2 separate regions of the Zea mays genome follow, and region 1 is linked to region 2. A link is a contact called in public Hi-C data. All regions are on one chromosome and are shown on one strand. Each heading gives the region's core, a stretch centred on a gene start, on an enhancer-like site or on the middle of the called end of the contact. The rest is flanking DNA. Distances are from core to core; before and after follow the strand shown. Region 1 holds the start of LOC103653851 (plasmodesmata-located protein 8). Region 2 has its middle 13 kb from the start of LOC103655593.

Region 1 (6,594 bases), core at 512-3,011, 220 kb before region 2:
CCGGGTGCATATATTCCCTGTGTCCTCTTTATCAGCTTTGGAATCTTACCAATTCGGAATCTATTCTATTCCCGGTTCCATTCCAACCAACCAGTCACACTCACACTGGTTGCAACCAAGCGAGTGATTCGCTCATTCGCACACATGTAGCATCCGCTCTTTCTGTTTTTTTTTTAAGATCAGGACTTTGGATAATAAAAGTGTTTTTCTTTCAGTCCTACAGATTCGAGCTCGATCGTGCTAATAAAAAACTCATTAACCATTGGACTGCAAAATACGCAGCATATTTTATATAGTGTAAGAGGATCAAATTAAGAACGTTAAAATAGCCAAACCCTTGTCCTTTTTCAGGTTACACAGACATAGAAATGCGCTAATGGTCATTGATTAGGATAGGACGTGACGGTGTGTGGCCGTGCAACCACGTACCTTGCGACGACCGGAGCTGGTTGGCGCCGTCGGTCCAGTACCTCACGGAGCACTGCACCAGGTACACGTCGGCGGCGAGCGCGGCGCCGCACGTGCCGCGGAGCTGCGCCGCCGCCTGCGCCAGGCACGCGGCGCAGTCGCCCGCCGCGATGCCGCCGAGGCACTGCGCGGCGCCCCGCACGGGGCCCGAGGCGCTCACCTTGTACCCGCCCGAGCCCGAGCCCGAGGCCGCGGTGGCGTCCACGCCCTGCAGCTCCGACAGGACGGCGTCGCGGGACCTCAGGAACCAGGGGTCCCCGCTGGTGCCGGCGCCGCAGCTGTGGTACGCCGCGGAGGCGCCGCCGTAGCGCACGTAGCACCCGTCCGACTGCAGCGACGCCGCGGCCGCGCCGGCGCACACCGCGCCGATCCGCGCCACCGTGTCGCGCACGCACGCCACGCACTCGCCGGGGCGCAGGCCGCCGCGGCACTGGTACAGGCCGTAGGCGGCGGGGGACTCGGCCTCCGCCAGGCCGGCGCCAGGGGCGGTGAAGGTGCTGTAGGTGGCGCCGGAGGACGCGGTGGGAGCCATGGAGGACAGGAGGGAGTTGAGGTTGCTCTCGAAGGCCGTGTTGGGCGCGTACCTGGACGGCGAGCACCCTGCGTACACGAACGTGCCCCGCGCGGCGTCGACGTGGAGGAAGAGTGCGGCCGCGACGAGGCCGCTGATGAGCAGGTGCATAGTTGGAGCCTTGAGACTGTGCTTGAGCTTAGACACAACAGTGCTAGCTGCTAGGCTAGTAGCTAGGACATGCAAACTGGGCGGCGATTTTGATTCGCTTTATACGGGCTTAACTTAGCTCTCTGGAAGCTTCTGAACCGCGGTTGCATGCTTCATTGCTTTGGATACAGATCGATCGATCGATCGATCGATCTTAAGGACGCTTGGTGCTGTGCTACTCGCATCAGAGATTCTTGTGCAGTTGTGTTGTGCGGCATCACGACCAAAAGCAATTCCTTTTTGGGATGGGCAGCAATGGCAATGTCAACTTTGATATGAGCCAGCGTCAGCGACGATCGCTGCCGTGTCGACGAGTTCGCGTCCGTGTGCGTTGAAGTTCAGCACGGCGCGGATGTGTCCGACACTCCCACGGGCCCACGGCTCACGTCGCGGCAGTGGCACAGTGGACACGACGTCGCCCGCGCCCGTTACCTGGCGAGGACGCTTGCGATTCCATCGCCGTCAGCATGTGGCTCGGGGCACGCCGGCGGTCAGTTTATCCGCTCGCCTTTCATGCACGGCAGGCCAGCGCGGGCGGACCCGTTGGACTCGTCTGCTCTACGTACGGCGGCCGGCAGAATCGTGGTATGGCAAGTTTGGGGAAAGGATAGTGTGTGATTAGATTTCTTGTGTATAACTATCGTTGTCGTATCGTACAATTAACTAATAAAAATTATAAAAGATTTTATTTAATATAAATATATATTTTAAAAAAATATAGTTTTCGATAGTTTAATTATATAATACCTATACAAAAATTTGATTTTATACCAGTTTTATCGATAAATTAGTAATTGAGCAATTTTTTTTTCTTTTTTTAAGGAATGAAGGAGAATAGGGATGGCCAGAAAGAGCCAGGAAGCCGGGAATGATTCTTGACTCTTGAGAAGCCGAATGGGCTATCCATGATAGGTTACCTACTAATGATGCCACTTGTATCTGGGCCTAACAGGCTTGGTGATCATAGGCGATGATTCTGGGCTGTGCTGTGCTGGGCTTTTTTATGTTTTAAATCGGCAAACAAAAAAGGCGTTTGTAAGTTGTAACGGCCCTCGCTTTTGTGTTGTCTTCCAATTCCCCTGCTGCTGAGGTACATCGTACATGATGTCAACAGGCACGCCGGTGGTCAGTTTATCCGCTCGCCTTTCATGCACGGCAGGCCAGCGCGGGCGGACCAGTTGCACTCGTCTGCTCTACGTACGGGACTACGGCGGCCGGCAGAATCATGGTATGGCAAGTTTGGGGAAAGGATAGTGTGTGATTAGATTTCTTATGTACTAGAACAGGTGGCGCCCTTATGGGCGCCCTATCCCTTATGGGCGCCCTATCAAGAAAACGCACAAAAAAATCAAACACTACACAATTAGCTTCAAATTAATTCTGTTCGTTTCATAGCAAACCTACATAAAGTCTGTATGAAAAAAGTACATACCGCACTGATGTTCTTTGTGCCTTTCACCAGAATAAAAGTTGAAAAAACATAAAATGGTCATAACTGATGAGAGTGTACGAAATATAGTACATATTATGGTGATGAAAGACACAGTATGTAATACATCATATACAAACAACATCATATATAAACGTAGTTTAGGAACACAAACACGGTGTAGGAACACAAACATATTGTAGGATACAATACGACAATAATACATAACTCTAACAGTTACATATTGTAGGATACATATGGCGCGGACGCAGGTTCCACAACTGTCTCTAAAAGACAGTGTACATGCAGTTGCGAAATAATACATAACTCTAACAGTTTGCAGCTCCATAGACTATACATGTACGGTGCAACAAGCAGATGATCGTTGTACACAAAAGCGTGTTGTAAGCATTGGTTTGTTGCGCAGTTCTTAAAAGGTCTTTGGCACAAGCACATCAAGCTGCTTAGGCTTAAACATAAAGGGAGCGAAGCACGTTCATGTCAACAAGCATAGAAATCCAGCGTGGCCTGTGCATAGCATCGATGGCGAACACTGATCTAGTAGTAACCTGAAACACAGTTGTGAGAAACATTTAGACCACTTATTTTTTTTGGAGCAAACCATTAATACAAACAAATCGTAGCGATATATCAACGCCAAGGCAAAATGAATTGAGAATGAGCATGGCTGACACATTTTTTTTTGCACAGCACAACAATTCAGCATGATGAAATCATTCTGGATGCTGGTAATCAGAGGCTAACACAATTGATTCATCATGTAAAGTCTAAGTTGTGGAACTACGATTGTGTGGTGCCTAAAATGTGCAGATCTAGACGGAGTATGTAGCATAAGATCAAACCAGCATACCTTGTTAAGTGTGCTCTGGGCCAATCTGTATCGAGCGTGTAGACATGAACATGTATCATATCTCCTTCCAAAAGCAGATGTACATAGCAGCTTGGATACAAAAGTAGTAGACAACGATCATCCAAAAGAGCGAACAGCTGCAACTGTGAGCCCAAAAGACCTGTGGCCCTCTGTGACTAAGCATCTTTGGTAGAGCTGAAAAGGGGACAGAGTTACAATTAGATAGTCTAGGACATATCAGTCTAGGCCAGGAATCGAAACCAAAATATTTTCTTGCCTAGGTGTTCATGGACAACTTAGAGGTACAAGGGAAAAGGTACCTAGGGGCAGCAGCGCTATCCGCAGCATCCTTGGAGCCAGCGATTCCTCCATCTACGTCGGTGAACAACCTCTTTGTAACCGTCTTTGCAGGCGAAGACCTTGTCCTAGAACGAAAAGCTTGGTTAGCAACAATTTCAAAAGCCTTTTGCCCTGCCCTATGCCTTCAGTTCAGTGAGCCTTTACTTCAGCTCAAAAAAAATGAAAAAAAACAATTAAGTCCAGGATTTTAGTAAGTTTTACATCTAGCGGGGGGTAACTACTAAGCCTTTAGTTCAGTTCAGTACTCAAAAAATTGTTTGAACAGCCAACCTTCAGTCAGCAACAAGATAGGCATTTTTTGGAATAGCAGAAATGGTTTTGAGTACAGGGAGAACGAGAAGCTGGAAGATGACCTAGCTGATGCCTACCTGGCAAGCATGAACCAACCCAAGAAGAAAGAATCGGCCATTTCAAAGCTCTGGAAGTCGTCCCGCCCAAAGAACAGTGAGATGTGCAAGAAAGATGCAGTCGCTGAAACGGTGAATGCAAGACTGTCTAATGCCTATCTTGTGGAGGCACGGATGGAGGCCATTTCAAAGCTATAGAGTACCCACGGACGTCCCAGAAGCACAGTTTGAAGGCAAAGCTCGTGGAGGCACGGATGGAGAGCCAGAAGATCCAGCTCCGCCAGGTCCTCAAGCAGAAGATTTTAATCCAAGGAATAATGTCAAGGAGTACCTAGATGCTCCATTTTTTGTCCTGTTTTAGAGTAACCTGTAATGCATGTACAACAAGGGTCAAGGGCTAGAGTTATGGTCGGATCTGGGCTGTCCGGACTCCTAAGCCTTTGCTGCTTCTGTATCTTACTTTAGTTTTGGAGTTATGGTCGGATCTGGAGATAGGGAAGCTGTTATTAATGCTGTATGCGAGGAATTCGTACCAAGTCAAGAAGGCCAGTGATACAGTTTTGCTAAACTGAGTGAATCCCTAAATCGGACGCTGATCTGTGCACAGTGCAACTGGTAATCAGCCAGAAGCTAATCTGTTGCCTATGCACCTCTCAGCCCTGCAAACAGTGGGGTAACAACAATCGGGCTTGAGGAACATGGAAATCACTGTCCGTAATGCGACGATCCTCTGCATTTACTTCTGGCGAAGTAGCTCCAGCAGTAGCATTAAGTTTAGGTGTAACTACAGCGATGATCCTCTGCAGTTACTTTAGGGTTTAGATCGGGCGAAGCATAAATCCATCCACGATGTGAAGTCTAACTAAACTGATCATATGATCACACATGTGGGCGCAATTCTAAACCGCAATCGAACAGAGAAAGATTTGCCAGGTAGGTAGCTGTTGCCTACTTCCCTTCTTAGTATTCAAATGTACCACTGGTAATATCTTGTTGAGTTCAGCACTTTATATCAATTAACTATTTTCTTTATTCGTTAAGTTTGCTTTAAGAATCATGGGATGATCGGTTGTTTGTACACAAATGGTGAATTACCGTACTGGTGGTTTGCGGCTTAATCCAAACTTGTAGGCTCGCGGGAAGGTGTGCTTTAGCCTCCTAAACACGTGGACTGGCAGTGGATTTATTCAAACTATAAATGGCAGCACTACTTGCATAGTGTATTGAAGTATTCAAACTAAAAATGGCAGCACCATGTCCAAATCAAATCAGGACATGGTTGGATGCACATGGCTAGTTGCTAGTTTGGCTAAAAATAATCTCAAATTAGGCATGGCTAGCTAACAGTTGGTTGGGGAGTTGGCTCAAAACATTAGCATACCTATTAGCCCCAACCTAAATTAGGTAGCTAATAATGAACCCAGCATGGCCTCAGATTATGTCCAGGATTTGTTTGTCCCCCCTCCCAACACACGGTTATACCAGGCCACCATAACTTCGGTCCCCAGCTGGTAAGCTGAAAAATGACCAAACTCTAATAACAAGTCTAGAATCTCTGTAATTTGGGTAACAAATCATAGCAGTAACTAAATCATTCTAAAGACATAATTTGATTCATCGTTGCGAATCGGATGTATGTGAATCACATATTTCAGATACGAGCAAACAGAGTATATGCACACTAATAATTATCAGTTACATTTTTTGTTTGTATGAAGCATGAAGGCCTGTAATAAAGCTGTGTTGGGGTGCGATGAAGCAGAATTTACCTCTTCCTAGGCGTGGATGTCAGTTCTTTTGTTATAGCGGGAGTAGCACCTGGAACCACAATGCTGCTGCCAATACCAAAAGTCTGCATAGGAGGGGTCAGTAACTGACGGTGTACTGTTTGCAGCATAAAATTGGAAGTTTATGGGATGCACACCTTATCTTGCACACTGGTTGCGGAACTTTGTGGTGTGAGCGGGGTCGAAGGCATGACCAAGTTAGAGGATTTGTTAGGAGTGTCTTCAACGCCACTGGGTGCGTCTTGCAACAGCATAGTTTGTGGCTGTTTTGACCTTGATGAAGATGCTTGGATGGAGTCCTTTGAAGTATCTATCTCTGCCACGACTGCGTTGACCTGGAAACAAATATTTCCAGTATTGATTGTGTGGTCAGATAAACTCACATTCCATATATATGTCTTCTCGAGCAGATCTGTGATTGGATCAGGAATAAAGCCGGGCAGATTGTTGGCAATCAGCATATCGCACGGCTTCTTGATTATGCGTTGCGCCATCCGGCCAAAGAGGATGAAGTCTGTGTCACCCGTCTCATCCCCTGCAGTGAGAAGCAATTTGTACCTAAAACACATGGTGATACCGAGTCAGGACAGTGAAAATGGGTAGGCCATGTG
Region 2 (6,738 bases), core at 1,400-3,899:
TGCTTCGTCAGTTATGAACTCATGGTTATGCTCCAAGTTTACCAGTTCAATTTTTGTAGCTACAACCATTTTGTTTTCATCATCATATTTTTTTTTTAAATTTTATTCTAGCTTTGCATTGCGTACGCCCCGATGATCTATTCCTCATCCTAGGTGTATCATTTGATTTTGCTGCACTTTTACCTTCACGTGAACAATTTATCCACTTACTGAATGTCTTCTCTCTGTATTTCTTCAGTGGAAATCCAACTTCATATGCATATCTTTTATAGAATTTATATGCATCATCAACATCCTTGAAAGTCATCCCTACCGTTGGCACTATAGTTGGATCAATGTTTTTGCCTGCTATTTCATTGTCATTGTTGTTTGTACCATGGAATATGTTCACAACAATATAATCAATCAATAATCAAATACAGCGATTGGACTTACATGTGAACGCAGTATCTGTGGCGTATCCATCTCCCTGGAGCTAATATTGGACATAGAAGGTCGAACCCTTTGTTCTCCTTCTTCCCCTATGCTCATCTCGGCGATCTCAGGACCCATTAGAGCAGGCGGTGGTGTCACCAGTGAGTTACCACCAACTCCTCCCTCTGTCTCTAGATCAAGACGAACGTCATCTCCTTCCATCGCCGGCGACCCTCCAGAGCCGGCCATCTCCAACTCTGATTAGTTATGCAGGCTTAGTGGTCTTTTTTTCCGAATGAAAGTAAATCTCGGATACTATAAAAGTAACTGCATCCACGTTTACAGGGTCTCCCTATTATTTCCGAAACCGTCCCGATATTATGGCGACGTCTTTGTCAAACTAAAATTCATAATATAAAATTTACGCACAATGACACAACGTTTTACGCCAATCGGTATATACTGTTTATGCATCTATTATGCCGTTTCGGTTTTATGCCATATCTTTCAACATCTTATGCTTCATTTTTTTTACCTTCCGCACATTACTTACCATGCAAGATCCATAATTTACGCGCCCAAGTATCACAGTAATCACGTTTGCATGTGGCATCTATTCCCTTTAATTCCGCGCAATTCCCTTACCATTCAAACAACCGCGTCACGGCGCCGTCTGTCCTGCATGCCACCTCTCAGCCCCACGTTAAAACACAGGCGCGCCTGTTCCATCGACCAGACCTCGGGAACCGACCTGGGCTTCCTTTAATATCCGAAGTCCAGGGCTCCCGTTATACCTATATATATATATATATATATATATATATATATATATATATATATATATATATATATATATATATATATATATATATATATATATATATATATATATATATATATATATATATATATATATATATATATATATATATAGGTGTTTATCACTAGGTCGAATGATACATAGTCAAGTTACTTTTTTTTGATGCAACAGAATGACAGCAAATAAAACTATGTCTTTAAAATAGTCATTCTTGAGGAGCTCTAACTATTACAAAAGTAGCAGATTATGATTTCCTCTTCAACTCACATTTTTTAACTTGTTGAGAATGACTGTCAGACAAGCAGCGTTGTCTCTCTTATATGTTTTATGCACGTGGATGTGGTTGTTAATTTCTCAGATTTATTTATTAAATTCACATATTTTTCTAGTAATTATTGAAATTACATTAAAAACTATCTTGTTTTTTAAACACACGACGCTACTCTCAGATGATTTGAGGACTCAGTTTTCTTCAGTCTCTCTGTGCCGATCGACTGCTAGTGGCCTGTTGCAGTCATTGTCAGGCGTCGTACGTCCTTAACTGTCCGCTCCCCCACCCTGACTCTATGGAGCTTGGAAGGTCAATTGATCTGCGCTCCGTTTCAAGCGGTGAGTTTGCGTTTATACTGGCCTTTGGCTGCTTTTTTTTTTTTTTTGGGAAGCCGACGTTGCTAGATTGCTGGTTGACGGTCGTGTACCTCAACAGGTTAGTGAAAATTACGCCATGTTCGTGCTAAATTGCTCTACGGTTCAGCTGTTGATGGTTGCTGTACACCAGCTGTTCGACGAGCTAACGCAAGCCTTCGTTGGGGAGAACGAGTAGTAGTAAAGCAGTGCTGGGATTGCGGCCGTGCTAGCTTTCACGTTGGAGCTTCCTTTTATTAACAGTCACAGTCATACGCAGCAACAATATCCATAAAAAAGATACGTTGCGAGGCTGTTATAGGGTCGATATGACCATCAAGAACGTCGTCGTCCGTCGTTGGGTCTCGCGGAGTACTTTCTTCGTTTCGTTTTAGTTGTCGTTGAATATTGTAAAATTGAACTATCCAAGACAACTAAAAAGAAACGAAAGGAGTAACATACAACAGACTACGTACAGGAGATCAGAAAAGTAATTAAGCCACAAAAGACTAATAATACATAAAAAAGCTGACTGGATGCTGGATTTCTCAAGCGACCATGATTCTCTTGTTTATATAGAAGAGAGTTTTACTCTAGCAGAAAGTACAGTCCTGTAATACAATATCTAAGTTTCCCACGTCAAAAATAGATTCAAAGGAAATCATTTCGGAAGAAGAAGAAAAAAAACGCACACAAAAACTGTCGGGCTCGTATTTTCGCTGTTGTAGAGAGACAAATGGGCCTCGACCAAACTAAGTGGGCTTTAGGATGCTGTATGCCCACGAAGACGAATCGTTGGTCCTCTTTCTCATCGCTACGAGCCTGCCGCGGCACTTGGTATGTTTTTAAACACTTACTGCTACTGTACTCGATCGTATAAGGCGACGGGCGACGCGGACAAGAAGATGTCTCTATATTTTCTCCATAAAATTGAATGGATTTTTTTACGAAATTTCTGTGTTCCAAATAACCCAGTTGACTTCCCGTCATGGTCGACTGGTCGTCCACAACATTTGCTAGTGGTAGCTTGCAGTCCACAGGCATGACAGCTCTAATCAATCCGCTATTCCCAATTTTGTTGTTGAGTGAGGCAAAACAGGTCCTCCGTCGTACGACCCCTTTGTGTGCTTAGGTGATGCCTAATACCTATGAAAAAGAAGAAGAAGAAAAGGGCCAGCTGATTAGCTCAAGTTATAACTTCGTCACTATAGCAGATGCTATAGATAGATCGGTGTATACAAGGTTATTGCTACAAATTAAAGCGGTCCCAGCTGTTTCTAATCATCAAGCTTTGCATGCAGATTTCACCGGCCGGCTGCTTCTAAATAATGATTTTGACAGCGATACAAACAATCATGGTTCCTTTCTTTTTAATCCTCTCTCGGCCCCGTAGCTTATCGACAGCTATGGTTTTTTTTTGTTTTTGCAATAATGAAAATGTCAACGTTTTACACTTATTACCAACTCGCCTTTACAATGAAGACGACAAGGCCGCCTCTCCCAGCCGTATACTAGCTAGTATAGTAGTGTACACATCCTATCTAGCAGTAGCTCCATGTCACTGTCCCAGAGGCAAACATCAGTCACCTGCTGGGTTTGACAGCCAAATTAAAGCGCCTTTTGGTTACAGAGACTAATCTTTAGTCCTTAGCTTTTAGTCTTTTTACCAAACAGAATGACTAAAACATAGACTGATTGACTTTAGTCTCTAGTCTTTGACATGGGTGCTAAAAGAGACTAAAGAGTAGCATTTACTATCACTGTCTGGATTGTTTACTTATTTTATATAAAATTTCAACAGCTGGAATAAATCTAGGTCCAATCCTAGACAACCGAACATGCCCTTAGACCTTGTTCGTTTGTGTCGGATTGGTGGGTCGGAACGATTTCTAACCGAATTGCTTCTCTAATTTATATAAGCTTTGATTAGCTGGAACGATTCCGGGTGCAATCCGATAGAAACGAACAAGGCCTTAATGTGTTTAGATTCTGCTTAGTCTATAGAACAAAACAGGGTAGGGACTAAAGTTTAGTCCCGGGACTAAATTTGAGTCCTAAGAGACTAATGGAACAAACGGTCCTTAAACCAACTCTCGTGCAGCGTGCTCTAGCAAATACTTAGGCATAACGCAAACACCTCGTCTAGTCCTAGAAAGAATATAACAATTAGTTAAACCATAAGTACTAAATTCTACTAAGATGGAGAAGGCGGGACGGATTATTAGCTAAAAGTCAGACCTGAATTCCGGTTGGAAGAAGACACAAGTATATACCGATCAGGCAAGCCTAGACGTATACATGGCATGGCATGGCTAGATGAGCAGACAAATTAATCTTACCAAACGTCCTAGCTTTCCGTTTGCCTTTTGCAGGCTCTTTTCCATGTGATGGCCAATGGTAATAACCACACATGAATGCAGCAGCAGCAGCGTATAGCAGGTAATAAAAGAAAATATACCTAGCTGGCTCGACCTGCTGCAGCCTGTTATTACTACGCACTACTCCACTCCAGTAGTATTTGCAAGTCTGTGCAAGCTGTACAAATACACTCGCACGCACGCTGCTCTCTCTGCCTGCAGGCGCACGCTCCTGTCCTGTCCCCTGATCTCTGCTGTGCACTCTCTCTCTAGCTGTCGATGACATGCGGGGGTCTGACACCATGAAGATGATCAGATTTTGCTGTCTTGGTTGAATTTGTAAAATAGAGTATCCAGATAACACTATTTACACGAATAGACGAGTTTGTTCGCTTCGGATTAACTGTTGCAGATGCAACTAATGGAGATAAAAACATTATACAAACAGTAAAAACCGATACAGAATAAAACCAAACTAGAAGCCCGTATTAGATGGCGGGCCAAGAAATAGATCTGTAAATATCTGCGGTTACGCAGCCTTTCGCGCGCGCATTCTTTCGACACGACACGGCTACCCTGGCAAAGTATAACTGGCAGTACTGTACGCTACGCGGTATGTATGTATAATAGTTTGGTGGCGTAGATCCAGCACGTACAGCCGTCGGCCACCATGACCATGATGGTGTACACTGAGCAGGTGGGTGGGTCGTGGGTGCAGGTGGGGCCCGAGGAGGATTGGCCGGCCCGCAACGTCCCCTTCCCCATTGGTGTGATTGGTCGGGCCCCATGCGCGACCAACCCAGGAGCCCCACGTCGGACTCCCGCCATCGCCATGCAGATGGCTCATCACTCATCAGTCATCAGTTATGCTGGTGGAAGGCCAGGGGTGATTATTTGCCATTCTTCGCCTCGGGTAAATCACATCCCCAGCCTGCTTTTGGGGTTAGGTTAGGTTAGGTTACCATGATGATATGCTTAGCATCACTTACGACGACGAAAGTTACAGAGCCATCGTCGATGGGCCGGGGCGAGTAGAGGCCGGAAAGGAAGCAAAAGTTACAGCTCGCTTCGATCTCCATGTGTGTGGACGGCCGGCCTGCCTTTCCATAATTTTTCATGCAAGTGGATAAGATGTGTGTCTTCCGGGCCCCACGTTTCCAGGATGCATGGGAAAGGTGAAAAAAGAAGAAGAAGCAGCCAGGCGTTCAATCGATGGATCGGACGATAATGCGGTCTATGTATCGTGCCATTGCATCGAGCAATGTGATGTGATGTGCGCAAGGTCGATCAGTAGTAGAGATCGTCCGCATGAAATTGATCGAGAGGCCCTCCTCCACTCAAGTCATGCATGCTAATGGTACTCACGCTTGCGGCTATAGCTGCCACCCTCTTGCATTGTGCACTGCATGCTCACCTGCCGTTCGTTGCTGGTTGGCGGCGCTTTCCAAGTCTGACTGTCACGCCGCATGTGGTCGGGGACGACACACAGCACAGCAGCCGCGCGCGCGCGCAAATGTACATCGTACTCATTTCGTGGAAGGCACGAATCGATGTTGCTAAAACATAAAACCAACACCCAATAGTACGCCCCAGGCTACCTATAGAGGCTACAGAGTTGCGAGATCGGATCCAGCGCAAATCACACCAGTGCATGTGTGTGAGTGTGCAACAAATCAAAGGGGCCGCTACACTACACACGACCGTACGTGTGACTGTGCGCGCACAAGTGTTGGTCAAATGATCTAAACTGACAAACAGCTGCAGCATACACGCGTGCGGCGCTGACGTACGTGCAGAGGATGGAGACTGACACGATTCGACCCTTTTGCTTCACTTCTCTCCAAGAGATCCACACTCGATACAGATATATACTGCACTGCATAAAAAAGATCTACTACCACTACCGGACATAGCTCCTTTGCAAAGGCTATTTTACACTCGACAAAGAACGCTCGGCCATTTGACACTCGGCAAAGAAAAGTCACCGTCACGGCGCCAAGTGACGGTGACGGATCCTTTGCCGAGTGTCTTCTTTGGCACTCGGCAAAGAGGCCAATTTTGCCGAGTGTCTGCTATCACGGCCCTCGGCAAAGATGGCTCCAGTGGGCCCCACCGCCAGTCCCTATGCCGAGAGCTCTCGTAGGCACTCGACAAAGAAGGCTTCTTTGCCGAGTGTCTAGTGGACTGGCACTCGGCAAAGAGTCCTCCAGTGGGCCCCTTTGCCAGTCCCTTTGCCGAGTGCCTTGACCACAGCACTCGACAAAGATGGCTTTACCGGTTCCCAGGTTTCCTTCTTTGCCGAGTGCCATGGTCAGCACTCGGCAAAGATGGTTTTACCGGTTCCCAGGTTTCCTTCTTTGCCGAGTGCCATGGTCATAGCACTCAGCAAAGCTACCCTTGCCGAGTGTTACACTCGGCAAAGTGACCAGGAAGTCCATTTTTTATTTGTTTTTGTTGTTCCATCCAAACAAACAAAAAATATATATCATTCACATCACATTATATATCCATCGCATCACAGAA

What was found. A called contact is a pair of places that touch in the nucleus more often than the background predicts.
Region 1: a contact with region 2 is called in a Hi-C map of tassel, with 5 times the contacts expected there. The contact joins the promoter of LOC103653851 here to the enhancer-like site in region 2. A contact is called at or near these places in 6 of 25 Hi-C or Micro-C datasets (bundle sheath, ear, leaf and 2 more).

Annotation. Positions count from the first base shown.
Region 1 is chr4:154,377,298-154,383,891 of Zm-B73-REFERENCE-NAM-5.0, reverse strand. LOC103653851 (plasmodesmata-located protein 8) reads right to left here and starts at 1,761. Exons shown (of 3, transcript XM_008680659.4): 1 at 430-1,761. The coding sequence starts at 1,150. It also overlaps the pseudogene LOC109945838.
Region 2 is chr4:154,161,607-154,168,344 of Zm-B73-REFERENCE-NAM-5.0, reverse strand. No RefSeq gene overlaps it. Among protein-coding and RNA genes, the nearest start is that of LOC103655593, 13 kb to the left of the region's middle. Within about 2 kb of position 2,649, at least 12 of the 20 cell types and tissues checked have an H3K27ac peak or open chromatin away from gene starts, as enhancers often do. A contact at or near this core is called in bundle sheath, ear, leaf and 1 more, where this site is marked.